2 separate regions of the Danio rerio genome follow, and region 1 is linked to region 2. Evidence: chromatin contacts called from public Micro-C data. All regions are on one chromosome and are shown on one strand. Each heading gives the region's core, a stretch centred on a gene start, on an enhancer-like site or on the middle of the called end of the contact. The rest is flanking DNA. Distances are from core to core; before and after follow the strand shown. Region 1 holds the start of selenop (selenoprotein P). Region 2 overlaps LOC141375657 (a long non-coding RNA gene).

Region 1 (7,136 bases), core at 396-2,895, 180 kb before region 2:
ACATCCCCAACCTTCCACTCGGGAGGAAGTTTACAGCGGGCTCCTTCTGTTTCGCTCTCTGCACTGCAGCCCACCAGCAGGCAGAGAGCCAAGGTAAGGCTGAGTGCCTTCCACATGACTCCAAACAACAGACCCACTAACCTAAACACAAAAGATCAACTGTTTAGACATCAAAAAACAACATAATTTTTTTTCCAGAGCAGACACCTGAAGTGTAATATTTTTATTGATAATAATATCATGTAATGTAACATAAATTTGTTAAATCTGTTAAATTAACTTAATCGATTTGTGCTGAGACAAGGTGAATTGTGTGGAACCCAGCAGATAATATTATATTTCCCAAGTGATGTTTAATGGAGTAGGAAACTTCACAATATAGGCTATCCAATAATTTTTTTTATTCTGGAAAAAGTCGTATTTAGAAATTTTAAACAAATATTAAAGTCAAAATTATTAGCCTCCTTAAGTTTTATTTTAATAAGATACGTTTAACTTTTTTTTTTTCAGAAAAAAAACTGTTGTTTAGTAACTTGCGATGCCTAATTAATGTATTGTACCGAGTAACCTACTAACATTAAGCCTTTAAATTGCACTTTAAGCTGAATACTGGTATCTTATAGTACAACTAGTTAAATAGTATATACTGTCTTTATGACAAAGATAAATTAAATTAGTTATTAGAAGTTCAACTATTATGCTTAAATATGGTTTGAAATAATTTTCTCTTTGTTAAAAAGCACTTAAAAAATATTTCAAAAAGAATAACATTTTCACACATAATATTTATTTTTTATTTTAATAACATTTGTATTTCAGATATATAATAACTTATTTTCCCAGTAATAGGTTGCAGCTGAAAGGGCATCCGCTGCGTAAAAAATATGCTGGATAAGTTGGCGGTTCATTCCACTGTGGCGACCCCAGATTAATAAAGAGACTAAGCCGAAAAGAAAATTAATAATAACTTACATAATGATAAAAAAGATATGCAGCAGTGCGCTCTAATCGTTTGTTTATCTAATCGTATCCATTCTATATTGGCCATATAAAATTCATGTACATAAATACCTGTAATTATGGTAATTAACCCAAATTTACTTATCAAAATCGTAAAAAGCCAGATTGGGTCAAGATCCATAGTCCACCCAGGTAATATAAATTTGCAACATGAGTTATCAAAGCCAGACTGGTGCACAGATAATGCATTCAAACCTACGTAATTACCAAACAATATTAAATTATATTATAGATAATGCACACCCACACAACAGCATCTGAACATAAAACTATAAAAAAAATAAAAATAAAAAAGCTGACAAGAAAAATGAAAAACTTTAGATTGGGAGCAAAAATGTACTAATAACTAAATGTTCTGCAGTTAAAACATACGACTTCATTACTGCAATGGCATTAAATAAATAGTTGTTGTAGTAATTAAGGGATCTATGATCATGCAAAAAGAGGCCATTAATAAGAGCATTATTTAAAACAATCAGCAAATATACTAGTAATATGCTATATTAATTAATGTGTTTTCCTAATGTTTTACCAATGTGTCGTAGCTGTAAAGTACACTTACTTGTTTTCCTTGAGGGTCTTCAGCAGCGAAACTTTCTGAGCTAGTTCTTGACAAAAACAACCCTCCTCTCACACGGCTCCTCCTATTTATACTCCTCTTGTTTTTCCTGACTAAAAGCGGGGCAAAGGTCCCTCTGTCCTTGTTTCGAAAACTTTAATATCTCACGTACTCGCCACAGAAGTTACACGCATCAGCAGTATATCAGTAACCTCCGTAATGTGTTTTAAATGGAAAAAGTTAAAGCTTTGAGCTGAAAAAAAAGCAGAAAGTTTAAGTGGATTAGTGGATTAGTTATGTATCCCTGCCAAAGTCTGTTTGGATTTTATTTAACCTAAATTAAATTTTCTACATTTTTAATTTATTTATCTGTGTCTTATGTATGGAAAAGTAATAATTAGCAGCAAAATAGTTTTGTTTCTACCAAAAAGTCTCCAGGCAGCAAACTGTTAAATCTCACTGCATTCCAAACTTCTGTTTCCCTAGAGAACTGAAAAGGGGGGGTTGAGTGCAACATTGAAAAGAAATGACAAGCAATTAAGTATGAAAGCACTGTGTACGTGTTTATTAAAGCATTAACTCTTAACTAATCATTGATTACTGTGCATGTATTTGCATGCTCCTCTTAACATCCTTTATTTTTTGTTTGTGCAGCAGTGCACAGCTGTTTCAGAGTCAGCACTTTTTTCCTGCTGAGATCAAACTTTGAAGCTTCCTGTCTCTGCTGAACTTTCATAAACACCATGTTTTTACATTACTGTAAGACGGAACAATGATAGATAAAACATACTGGCCTTGGACACAGTGTTAAAAACTTACATAAACATTCAAAAAACATCACATTGTCTGTAGACCCAAATTGTCCTTGTATCTGAGTTGTTTTCTGATTTATCAATTAGTTAATTTACATAATCAAGTCTCATGACCTGGAGGACGTTTTGACCTCCTAGAGATGTACTTTAGATACAGTTAACACGCATTACTGATTACTGCAAGCTAATGGTTAACTCTAAAGTATTATGAAATCACTCAATAAAATAAAATAAACCCTAAAACTTCATGTCCTTAAAAACAATATACTAGGCTCACCAGCCACTTTATTAAGTACACCTTGCTAGTACAGCTGATTTGGTGTGAATTCAAGAAGGTGCTTAAATGTTCCTCAGAGATTTGGTATATATTGACATGTCAACATCACATACAGGTTGCTGCAGATTTAACGACGGCACATCCATAGTTGGAATCTCCAGGTTCAGCACATCTTAGAGGTCTGATGAAAGACCTGGTGACTACAGAGGTCATTTGAGTTTATGAACTCTCTCATCTTCAAAACCCAGACTGAGATGATTTGATATGTGTGGCATTATTATTATCCTACTAGAATTATGCACCATCCAACCCTATTGGTCATAAAGGGATGGACATGATCAACAACAATACTCAATACTCAACAGTGCCTCAATGCTAAAATGTTTGGCGTCCTAAGTGTGTCAAGAAAATATCTTTCACATTCATTCCACCACCCCCTCTCTAAAATGTTATTAGAGGACAGAATGAAACCATGGTTTCATGTTAAATGCACCAAAATCTAACCCTACCATACGAATGTCACACTACTCTTCAGTTTCTTTCCACAAGCTGTTAAAGCCCTCAACTCCAATCACATTAACATTATCTGAAATATTCTCCACAATATTAGCTCCCAAAATCTCCACAACACCACACAAAAACCTCAAAACATATTGCCATTCCCAGTGTGCCGCATACTGGTGAGGGGGCTTGACAAACCACCTGTAGAAAACACTCTCTATCATCTCTTTGACATTTTAACTGACACTTTCAACAGTTTGCACATTTACCCCAGACACTTTCTTACAATCACTGCATATTTCTTGAAAAGCATTGTGCATTTCTGAGTGTGCTTCACAGGTGAGAGGGTTTGACAAACCACCTGTAGAATCACTTATGCAACGGACACTTTACTTAAAGGACCATGAACCATGACCTGTCTGTCAGATGAAGAACTGGAGTCAGAGATTCAAAAAAATAAAGGTTACTTAAGATAGTTTGCAGTTTCATCAGCAGAAGCCATCAGATGAATATACACGCAAGAGACAATCTGTTAATAAAACCCAAGGTTGTTTCTTCGTACTTTCAGCTATCTTATCAAACTTGTTCAAAAGAGGTATAAACAGCATTCAGGCTGCTATACAAAAAGTCTATCTAGAATAAAAAGGAAAATCACTTTAAACAGAATGAAAACATAATAATATCAAAATCACTTTAGACTTTAGAATCATCAAGATCTTCAGTTCCACTCGTGGTCTCCATGACCTCTGACCTATTGTAATGCCCTGCTACATAAGTTATTTGTAATTTCATATACACATAAACACAATTTGTAATATTATTATAAAGTTGATCGAGTTTATACAAACACTATTAATGAGGTGGACTTCTGTCCTCCTGTATCCCCTCGTCTGAATGCAGACAGACTGCGGATAGCAGTGCAGCAGGTCTCTTTCCCTGTCTATTTCAACCATTAGCCCTGCCGGCAATCTGTATGATTTTAATGATAGGCAAACACGGCAGCATGGATATAGGCGATGTGTCTGAATGGTAATGAACTCAACTGATAAAACACAAAGTCCACCATTCTCCAATTCTCGTACAGCTCTCTCAACAAAAATACTTGCTACAAACCAACAGCTTTGCTGTATCGGCCCCTGACAGCATCTCAGGAAAAAACATGCAACAAACCCTTGTGAACGCGGTCTCACCCAGTCACTGAGTCTTACAGTTTGGCAGGTCTGCCCTGCCTTCAGAAAGCATCTGCTCTCATGAATATTTACGAAGCAGGGTCTTCTCATAAGAAAACTCCGCTATGAATAATCATGAGAAACCGACACGTCATCACTCCACTTGTCGATTTTGATCCCGTCCCAAAAATTATTTTAAACCGGAAAGATGAAATTAGCTGACAAAAGCTCAAATTATCCAGTTTTCCCCACAATAAAAGCTGACAGTAGCTAACGTTGTCTTAACTGATGCTCAACACACACAAAACTGTTAAAATCTCAAAAATAAATACTCCAGGGTGTCTTGAACCTTTAAACTTCATCTTATAAGGACTCAGTAAGGAAAACAATGTTTACTTGTAAATGTACCACACATTCATGTTGCACTACTTGTTTTTTTAACCTTAAATACCTCTTGCACAATATTTTTCTGTCTTATGTAATAGTACTGTCTTAGGTTATGTGTATAGTTAAGTGTTTATTGCAGGCTATACTGTATGTTGTTAGATTATCGATCTGGTATGTTAGCTATAGGTTTAAAATGGCTCTTAATCATTTTTGTGATTGTTTGTTTATATAGGTCTGTTTCTACAAGACACCATATTGCGTTCCACTGTAGGTCCACATGTAGCAGAATGACAATAAAGCTCGACTTGACTTGACGAAATCAAGGCTAAATAGAGTAACCTTTTAATAATCCTGTGTACATTGCATGCTTCGTTTGGTGTTGTTATTTGACACGACTGTCAACAGTGTGCATCAGATACCAACTCTTCTCAAACTGACAAACATGCTAGATTCAAAGTCACTTATACCTTTCTTCCTCATTTTGATGATCTGTTTGAACTTTAGCAGATCACGCCTTGACCACGTCTAATGCATTGAGTTGCCACCATGTGATAGGCTGATTAGATTATGATAAGATATAGAACAGTTGCTTATGTATGTGTGCATACTAATATAGTACTAATATAGTATACAGCAACAATTGGAGATTCAATTCTGTTCCATTTCTGTTGATCTGTTAGAGTTTAGTTGTTTTTTTTCCCCTTGAAGACAGTACAATAATATCTGTTATTTGCCAGTAGCTTGTGATTCAAGGGTGTTTCTCTTGAAATGTTAACTCTACACTTTAACAAAATGACATTTACTGTCATTTTTAGAAGTGTGAAACAATATATTGAATGACAAATTAGCGATAAATCCTCAAAATAACAGAAAAGGTACTGTCAGCTCATTGGCTGGTTTTCGTGCCCTATTTTACAACCAGACGATTTATAGTTTCAAACTATGGCTGTTCAATCTATTGTTTCAGCATTGATTGCAATGTGCACTTCAGCAATAATCACATCGCAAGATATGCAATGTTGAGGCTGAATTAGTTTGCTGGTCAATAATTGACCAAGAGCTACAGAAATGTATTTATTTTCTGTATATATATAAAATTTATACGATTTATGCAACAATAAAAAATATATAATTTTTTGTATTGTTTCTAGTCCAATTTATCAACAGCATTATTTTAAATATATTAAATCAAATTACATAAAATGTATTATATTTTATTAACAAAATATAATTTTACTTATCCCACTGGTAGATAATTTTGCTATAAAAAACTAGATAAAAAACTCTTATTTTCATGAAGTTTGAAACAATTTTTTGGACTAGAATTAAAACAAATTGTCTCATTGGTATTATTCCATTACAGCTGAATACTATTAGACTCATTAGAAAAGTCTGAAACAATATATTGAATGAGAAATATTATATATAAATTCCCAAAAATAACAGCAAAGGTACTGGCAGCTCATTAGCTGGTTTTTGTGCCCTAATTTACAACCAATATATAGTTTCAAACTAGGGTTGCACATTATATCATTTCAGCATACTCAATACTATTTGACTCATTAGAAAACCATAAAATAGTGCTTTTCAATCTATCTTGTAAAACTGTATTCATATTCACAATATTTAGCGCAGAAAAATAAAATAATGCAATATCACATTTTTCCAATATCGTGCTGCCCTATTTCAAACTACTAAAATGTCAGTAAAAGTCATCAAGTCATCATATATATATATATATATATATATATATATATATATATATATATATATATATATATATATATATATATATATATATATGAGCAATATCACACGAGTAGCAGTGCAATATGGCTGTGTATTGGTACTGGTTGGAGGAGTGCCCCCACCAGTGCCGATTTACAGCCGTATCGCACTGCTACGAGTGTGATATTGCATTTATACAACAGTTTGACGGCATAATTGTGTATATAAAAACAAAATCAATCATGGAGAGTCTTAAAAACCCTTTTGAATGAGGAACTACTCTCTTCCACCTAGGATTCAAATCATAAGCTGACAGTTAAACAGCTGAGCAAGTATCTTTTAAACTTTAGATCTGTAGTGTCAGCTTTCTGGCTGTATGTGGGCGCCTGGGCGGAGTAATACACAAAGGGTAAAGAGGCTGTACGGGTGCTGATGTGTGTGTGTGTGTGTGTGTGTGTGTGTGTGTGTGTGTGTGTGTGTGTGTGTGTGTGTGTGTGTGTGTGTGTGTGTGTGTGTATATATATATATATATATATATATATATATATATATATATATATATATATATATATATATATATATATATATATATATATGCATTATGGATGTGACATATGCAGTAAAAACTCAAAACATAAATTCACATCTAAGAATACGTTATCATTATATTGACATATCTGTTT
Region 2 (7,313 bases), core at 3,759-6,258:
CAATAATAGTTATATTAACCCCAGAGAAGACACTATGTATTGTATGTCTAATATTTATATGATGAGCAAGTGAACTGCATGCTAATCTTTTTTTGCGGTGTAAAAAAGAAAGAAAGGCATACATCATTTGGGTGAGCAAATGACTCAGTTTCATTTTTAAGTGAGCCATCCCTTTGTAATGTTTTTTGGTCACTAACAAAATCAGTTTATATAACTGTTCTCGTATATTTCAAGGAACAAAAAGTACACACAAGGACACATTTTCATGAAATCAACGAAAATGTAGATATGCGGACAACAATTACGGACATAAAAAGAAACGTTTTACTCTCTGAACACAATGTGCTTCTATGTTCACCTTTGCTTCTTTTCAGAAACACAGATTTATTTTTACAATCACACAGACATGATGTGCTTTCGTGCTATACATGTTTCACAGGTGCTATACAGTTGTTTAGATGTACAGACCTGGAATGTTGTGGTAAAAATGACACTTCACTTAGGTCACTGCTAGCATTATCAGCTATACATATAAAGGATTAGTGATGCTAATGTAATGATGTTTACCACTGACACAAATCATGGGGCTTCTCTATGGACAACACAATGAACTCTTCCGGCTCCATAGTGACAAAACCCAACACCGACACAAGGGTTCCTCAGATGAACTCACTCTCAAATGACCATGCGCCTTAAGTAATCATGTTTTTTGGGGAGAAATGTCACACTGCACTCTTATTGTCCCTTTCATCGTGACTCATCAGACAGTCAGCAGACTATTTGGATGTTTTAAAGAACAATAACGCAGCAACATGCAGCTGGCATGTGCATAACACTGTGTTTGCATGCATTACTATGGTTTTAGTGATAATGCAATGCATGATGTAAACACCGCTGTCCTCTTCTAAACATTCTCCAGTAAACAAAAGACGATATGGTTGTTGACTCTGAGTCATCTGTGCTCCTACACAGGATAGAGGGTGGGGAAAGTACCCGTCTTAGGCATTTGAATGTCTGAAACCTATTGACTAAACAGGGATCTAGCTGACAATTGTTGATTTGCTAATGTAAAAATTTATTTCTATTTAAAGCAAGGAGCTTCAAAACCTTGGTGGCAATAGAGACAAAACTAGGCCACATATTGCATAATGTAAACTTTTATGTTGGATTGTATGCCTATAATGTTCATTAATGGATTATTTACAATATTTATGATGCCTCAATTGCAAAGCCATTAGGAGTCATAATCCATGACTGCTTTGACTTAGAGGTATACTTAGTCAAAGCAGCCACCACCCCCCCACTCCGAATATAACGTGTTAGCATCGATATCGCAATGTGATCATTCTCAATAGTCACATCGCAATTATATGCAATGTTGAGTCTGGAATATTATTTATCGTTTTGCAAGTCTTTTTTTTTTAAGGCGTTTGACTGTGTGAGGCTTTGAAAAGCATTTAGGTATAAGAAAATGTACTGTTAGTAACTTTGAAAAATTAATAACGATTAAGTTTATTGAATTGTTTATAAAACAAAGACTATGCAGTATTATTTTACATTTATACCTGAATAAATTTTGACTCTTCGAAAAACAATCAAACACTGTTTATTCAATTAGCATATTTTTCTTTATTGAATTTCTCTATGCTTGTAGATTGTTTATTATATTTTATGCACTCCCCTACCGAATCGTCCCAATCAATCTAAAATTATAGATTCTTTACAAACATTTATTCAATGTATCTGGTGAAATTGTATTCATATAGCAATATATATCTCAGAAAAAAAAAGGCAAGTAGTATTTTTTCCAATATTGTGCCGCCATAGTGTAGGTGACTTTTTTCAATAGAGCAATAAAAGTTTTTTCATCTTAAACGTGTTAGGGCAAAACAATTTCTTGATAGGACCCTTTCAATTTGCTTTCAATGACCCTACAAGTTATTAAACCATGTTAATTTAGGAAGAGAAAAATATGAAAGCTGCTTAAGGTATTTAAAAAAAAACATTTTTGGGGTGGAGAAAACATAAACTACAGTTTATGACAGAATATGAGTTTTGTTTTTGTAGGAAAAGTTAAAACAATAAAGTATGGCCAAAAAAAAAAAAAAAAACATATAATATGTTTGATCAGAGGGTAAATATTGAAATCCCTTTAAGTCAGTCTCCATATGGACGGCTTTCCCACTGTTATCAGTTTGTTGATTTAGCTAGCCATGTACGTCGGCGGACTTGGGTCAATCGGTGCTTTTGAAAACACTATTGGTTGGGTTTAGGGAAGAAGGAGGGTGCATGGGTTAGTCAACCAGTATGTCAATCAGTCAGTTGACAGTAGCCTCTGGTGGATTTATACGAGAATAGAAGGCACGGATGGCACTCACTAGCGAAATTTGACATCTCAAAAAGCAAACAGCTGCCACTGCTCTGGTGCGTTCACAAACATAAAAACTGCAAAAAAGCGTAGCTCCTGGGACGCATTTCGTGATCTCTAGAAATGTATATAGTGTTACGTTTTTAGAATGAGCCTGAGTTGAATTTATCTGTCTGTGCAAGAAGTTTGAAACAATATCAGGGTTAGTATAGAATAAATAAATAATTTCCGTTTGGTCGACCTAACATAAAATAAGATGCCTAAAACAATATATCAAAATCAAAATACAAATACTCTAATTATCACTAGTAGATATGTAGTTGCAAATTTGGCCAGTTACTTTTGCATACTGAATATTTTCACATTATAACAAATGGTAGTTTTAGACATCCCGCTGTCCTTCTGTTAAGGCCATTGGTGCATAGTATTAAATGTCACACAGTGGGCATTTCCCACGAAAGGGGAAATGTATACGTGTATATATTTAGAAGCATATTTAAAATATTCCTCTGGTATATTCGTGCATTACTTGCCCACATCAGGCCAGCCTCCTACAAGCTGTCCCAGAGGAAAGCCTTTACAGCAGCACTGCCCAGCAGATTCAGCCATTTATGTAAGCGGTCTCAGCTACAGAAAGAAGGAAATTAAGAGGACATTAAGAGGAAGCGTGCGAATTGCTGGAAATGACACAGGCCTCGTGAACGGCACCATGAGATGCACATGGCAGTTGTGCAACTTTCCAGTACTAGAATTCATGTTATTTCTTTTCAAACTGATGTGTATGTGCACAACTATAGGAAAAAAATAAGAAACCACTTGAAAATTCTCTGAATATACTGGATATGTTAGATATAAGTTTGAGTAACACACCAACAACTGATTTATTCTAGGGGGTGAGGGGTTTTATAAAAAAATATTGTATTTTAGAACATTTTTATTTCATAGGTATCACTTTACAATAAGCCTTTATTGGTTCATGTTAGTTACTGTGTTTACTAACAATACAGTAATAGATGTTATATTATAGAAATTTATTGTAAAATAACAGACGTTAAAATACATAAATTTACTGTAAAATAAACATTAAATGACATGAATTTACCAGATATTTCAATTTAGGAAAATTTCTGTAACGTCTGTTATTTGATACATTTTTTTAAATTTCTGTATTTAATGACCGTTAATACGTTATAACAGTTTTTTTTTTTTTTTTTTTTTGTTTTTTTTTACAGTGTAGACAGTGAAAATAAAAGTTGGTCATTGTTAGCTCATGTTAACTTATGGTGCATTATCTAAAGTTACTTAAGGTTTGGGTATCATTTGAATTTTATGAACTCTGATTCCTCTGATCAATTTTAAATCCAGTGTAGTAAAAATAAATCAATCTTCAAATCCTTACCCTAGTTAACAAGCATAAATTTGGATTTTAATAATGCATTAGTAAATCGTCATCTTAGAATTATAAGGTTCTATCTGCGTCCTGAATGATTTTGAGATATTGAGCTTCAAAGTTTTTGCATTTCATAGCAAACAGTAGTAACAATTTTTTTTATAAAAAGTCTTAAAATGTAAACAACTTCTAAAAAAAACATCCAATAATGTAAATAAATTGTCATTTAATAAGAATACGTCAATAACTCAGTTTTGACAAAAATGTCAGATAGAACCCTATAATTCTAAAGTGACGAAATGTTGAACTATGCTCAAATGATGATGTACAAGTATTGTTCATTATTAGTTCATATTGCAAATACACAAACATTAACTAATGAAACCATATTGTAAAGTGTAATCAATATAATAAGATTCTTTCTTCTGTTGAACACAAAATAAGATATTTAGAAAAATGCTGGTTAACTGCCATGGTATTTTTTTCTACTATTGAAGTTAATGGGTGTCAGCAATCGGTATTCTTCAAAATATAGATTTTTTGTGTTAAACAGAAGAAAAAAAATGCATGAATGTTCAAAACCACATTAGGGTGAAAAAATGATGAGGTAGTTTTAATTTTTGAGTGAACTATATACATTTAACTAGAAATCAATTGCTGCACAAATATTTCTAGTGCAGCATTTTGCAGAATTTCCATTTTTCCCTCTCACTAAACCAACTTTAATGCTACCACAAAAAAAGAAAAAAAATCTTTCAATGAGATAAAATCTAGCATCACGACTATGAGTGATTTTTACACAGCAGTGTAAAACCCAGACATTCATAAATGAGTACTGTAGCACTCTTTTGTCACCAGAGTTGTGGGATGACTTGTGCTTTGGCCATGCTTGCAGCACCTGGCGATCATGTGGGCTGGGATGTGTTTGGGCATGTGGTGCTTACAAAGACAACAGCAGCTCATCTCCCCCTTACAGCAAATGAATCATTCGTGACTCATTCTGACTCATACAGAGTGTCTGTCCAGCGCCCTCTACTGGAGCCACAGAGAACATATGCTAATAAAGTGCAAAAATGAACATTAAATATATATAAAACTGTATTTCTCTTTCATCGCCAACAGCCGTTCTCTTTTTAGGCACTGTTTTATGAACTTCTAATACTCTTTGGTGTGGAGGATCTTGATTTGTGAATCCAGTGATTGTGTACTGCATTAAACATGGGAATGTAGTGCCATCTAGTGGAAGAAAGAGCTTCCTGCAACTGCAAAAACTAGGACATGGCTTACGTGTATGTAATTAAATTATGCATAATTGTGTGTGTGCTTGAGCAGGTCTTCAAGCTGTGTTGAATTATTTCACTGGAAAGCAGATACTGTACGCATAAAGATGAAGCCTTCCCGTTATGTGGCATTCTTCCTGAAGGCTGGCGTATCAGCTCACTATACACATGCTTTCCCAGCAGCCTCCATTTATCACCCTGCCCACAGTCTGAAGTGCCTGGATGTTCACTCAGCTTTCTGTTTCCCGGCAACAAGCATCTCTCACTTCTGAGCCTCCACCTTCCTGCCTCCAGGAATTTTTTTATACTTACTTTTAGGTTTCTCTATCATAGAACATGTTGCATAATGAAATAAACTGATTAGCTGATATATATAATATTAGTTTAAGATTATTATTTATACCACTTGGAACATGAAAATGGCAGTAAAAACACATTTTACTTTTGCAGAATGCTTTAAATGTATAATCTGACATGGGCAATTTGGGGAAAATATGTGATGTTCTGCATATTGTGCAGGCTATTTATGCATTTATGATATAATACAAATGTGTGACGCCATCTGGAATGGATTTGCTTCAAAATTTGCAGCCGTAATGGAGAACATGTGCAACATATCTAGATGTGAGGGTGACTAAATCATGTCAGAACTGTATTATTAAAAAACTCTTTGATGTAAATCAAGACCAAATAAATAAATATTATATATTGCCACAGACCACAATCGCTAATATTTTAATATTAACTTCAAAAGGAAACCAAATTTCTAAATCCCATACTCTATTTAAACATTTTTAAAAATCTTTTTAACCAAGTGTGGAAAGTTGAAAGACAAAATTAGCCTACAGCTAATAACACTAAGTAGTCATGGAGCATTTTTGGTAATTAATCATGGTGTTATTGTAGTAAAAGCATATTTGTTGGGACTTTGATCACCTTTTGCACAACCACAGTTTTAAGCAACACATACCACAGCTAAACCAGCTATAGCGAAACCGTGGTTCAATTTGTGCAGGGGTTCCTAAAGTTTTTCCTATAAAAGGGCCAAAAACCAAACTGGATTGAGGGCTGTGGGCCAAATATATACCAGGGCTCGACAATACGGACAGCCCGATGGCTCAGGGCCAGTGTGCGATACGCTTGGGATAGTAGACAGGATCATTACTGGCCCGAAAAGTTAAATTTGGCTGCGACTGTTCATCTATTGCGTGCAAATAAAATCTTGAGGTGCTTTCACACCTAGACGTTTGTTTCGGAACTTGTATCGTTTGCCCCGTTATCACAGTTTGTTTGGCATATGTGAATCCAGCAATCCCGCTCGGATCTGTGCCAAATCAATTGGTCCGAGATCGTCTGAATGAGGTGGTCTCGGCTCGATTGAAATGAACTCTAGAGCTGATCGATTGTAGAAAGAAAGCAATATGATCCAACGAACTAACAAACCAGACTACATCATTTCACATCAATTTATTATGGTTGCGTAATAACCATATACAGTATATGGCTACTGTATGAAGATAGAATTATGTAAGGGTATTCCTACTGATAAATGTGCATTTCATGTTGAATGGAAAGCAAAAGAATGCTGAAATAATACAGAGAGCTGTTTATCCATTAGGAAAATTGACCTAAATTACTATCTGAAAGTTTTGCCATATTTTATTCTTATAATATTTTGTATTTGGCCTGTTGTTTTGTTCATTTCTGCACTGACACCTTGAAAATAGATTAACATTGCAATCTGATTCATGATCTAACAGCAGTCTAGGTTCATCTGTTATTTCTGTCTATAACTTAAGCCTATAATGCAGAATTCTGGTCCAAGTTTTTTAATAGATTAATTCAGTAGATAGATTTTTACAAAACTTGACAACTTAAATGTATGCATGTATGTACAGCCTGTATTCCCCATTTATTCCCCAATTTCTGTTTAACAGAGAGCAGATTTTTTTCAACACATTTCTAAACATAATAGTTTTGATAACTCGTTTATAGTAATGAACTTATCTTACCTTTACCATGATGACTGTAAATAATATTTTACTAGATATTATTCAAGACACTTCTAGAAAGCTTGAAGTGACATTTAAAGGCTTAACTAGGTTAATTAGGTTAACTAGGCAGGTTAGGGTAATTAGGCAAGTTATTGTATAACGATGGTTTGTTCTGTAGACTATCGAAAAAAGTATAGCTTAAAGGGGCTAATAATTTTGCCCCTAAAATAGTGTTTAAAAAATTAAATCTGTTTTTATTCTAGCCGAAATAAAACAAGTAA

Evidence for each region. A called contact is a pair of places that touch in the nucleus more often than the background predicts.
Region 1: a Micro-C map of caudal fin shows a contact between it and region 2, with 6 times the contacts expected there. The contact joins the promoter of selenop here to the enhancer-like site in region 2. A contact is called at or near these places in 1 of 18 Hi-C or Micro-C datasets (caudal fin) and 2 of 4 datasets of contacts at active chromatin or transcription factors (embryo and gastrula embryo).

Annotation. Positions count from the first base shown.
Region 1 is chr8:33,500,229-33,507,364 of GRCz12tu, reverse strand. It overlaps selenop (selenoprotein P), which reads right to left and starts at 1,645. Exons shown (of 5, transcript NM_178297.4): 1 at 1,583-1,645; 2 at 1-141. The coding sequence starts at 116.
Region 2 is chr8:33,326,961-33,334,273 of GRCz12tu, reverse strand. All of the region lies in intron 1 of LOC141375657 (a long non-coding RNA gene), which reads right to left. Among named protein-coding and RNA genes, the nearest start is that of unm_hu7912, 31 kb to the right of the region's middle. Within about 2 kb of position 5,008, at least 36 of the 62 cell types and tissues checked have an H3K27ac peak or open chromatin away from gene starts, as enhancers often do. A contact at or near this core is called in caudal fin, where this site is marked.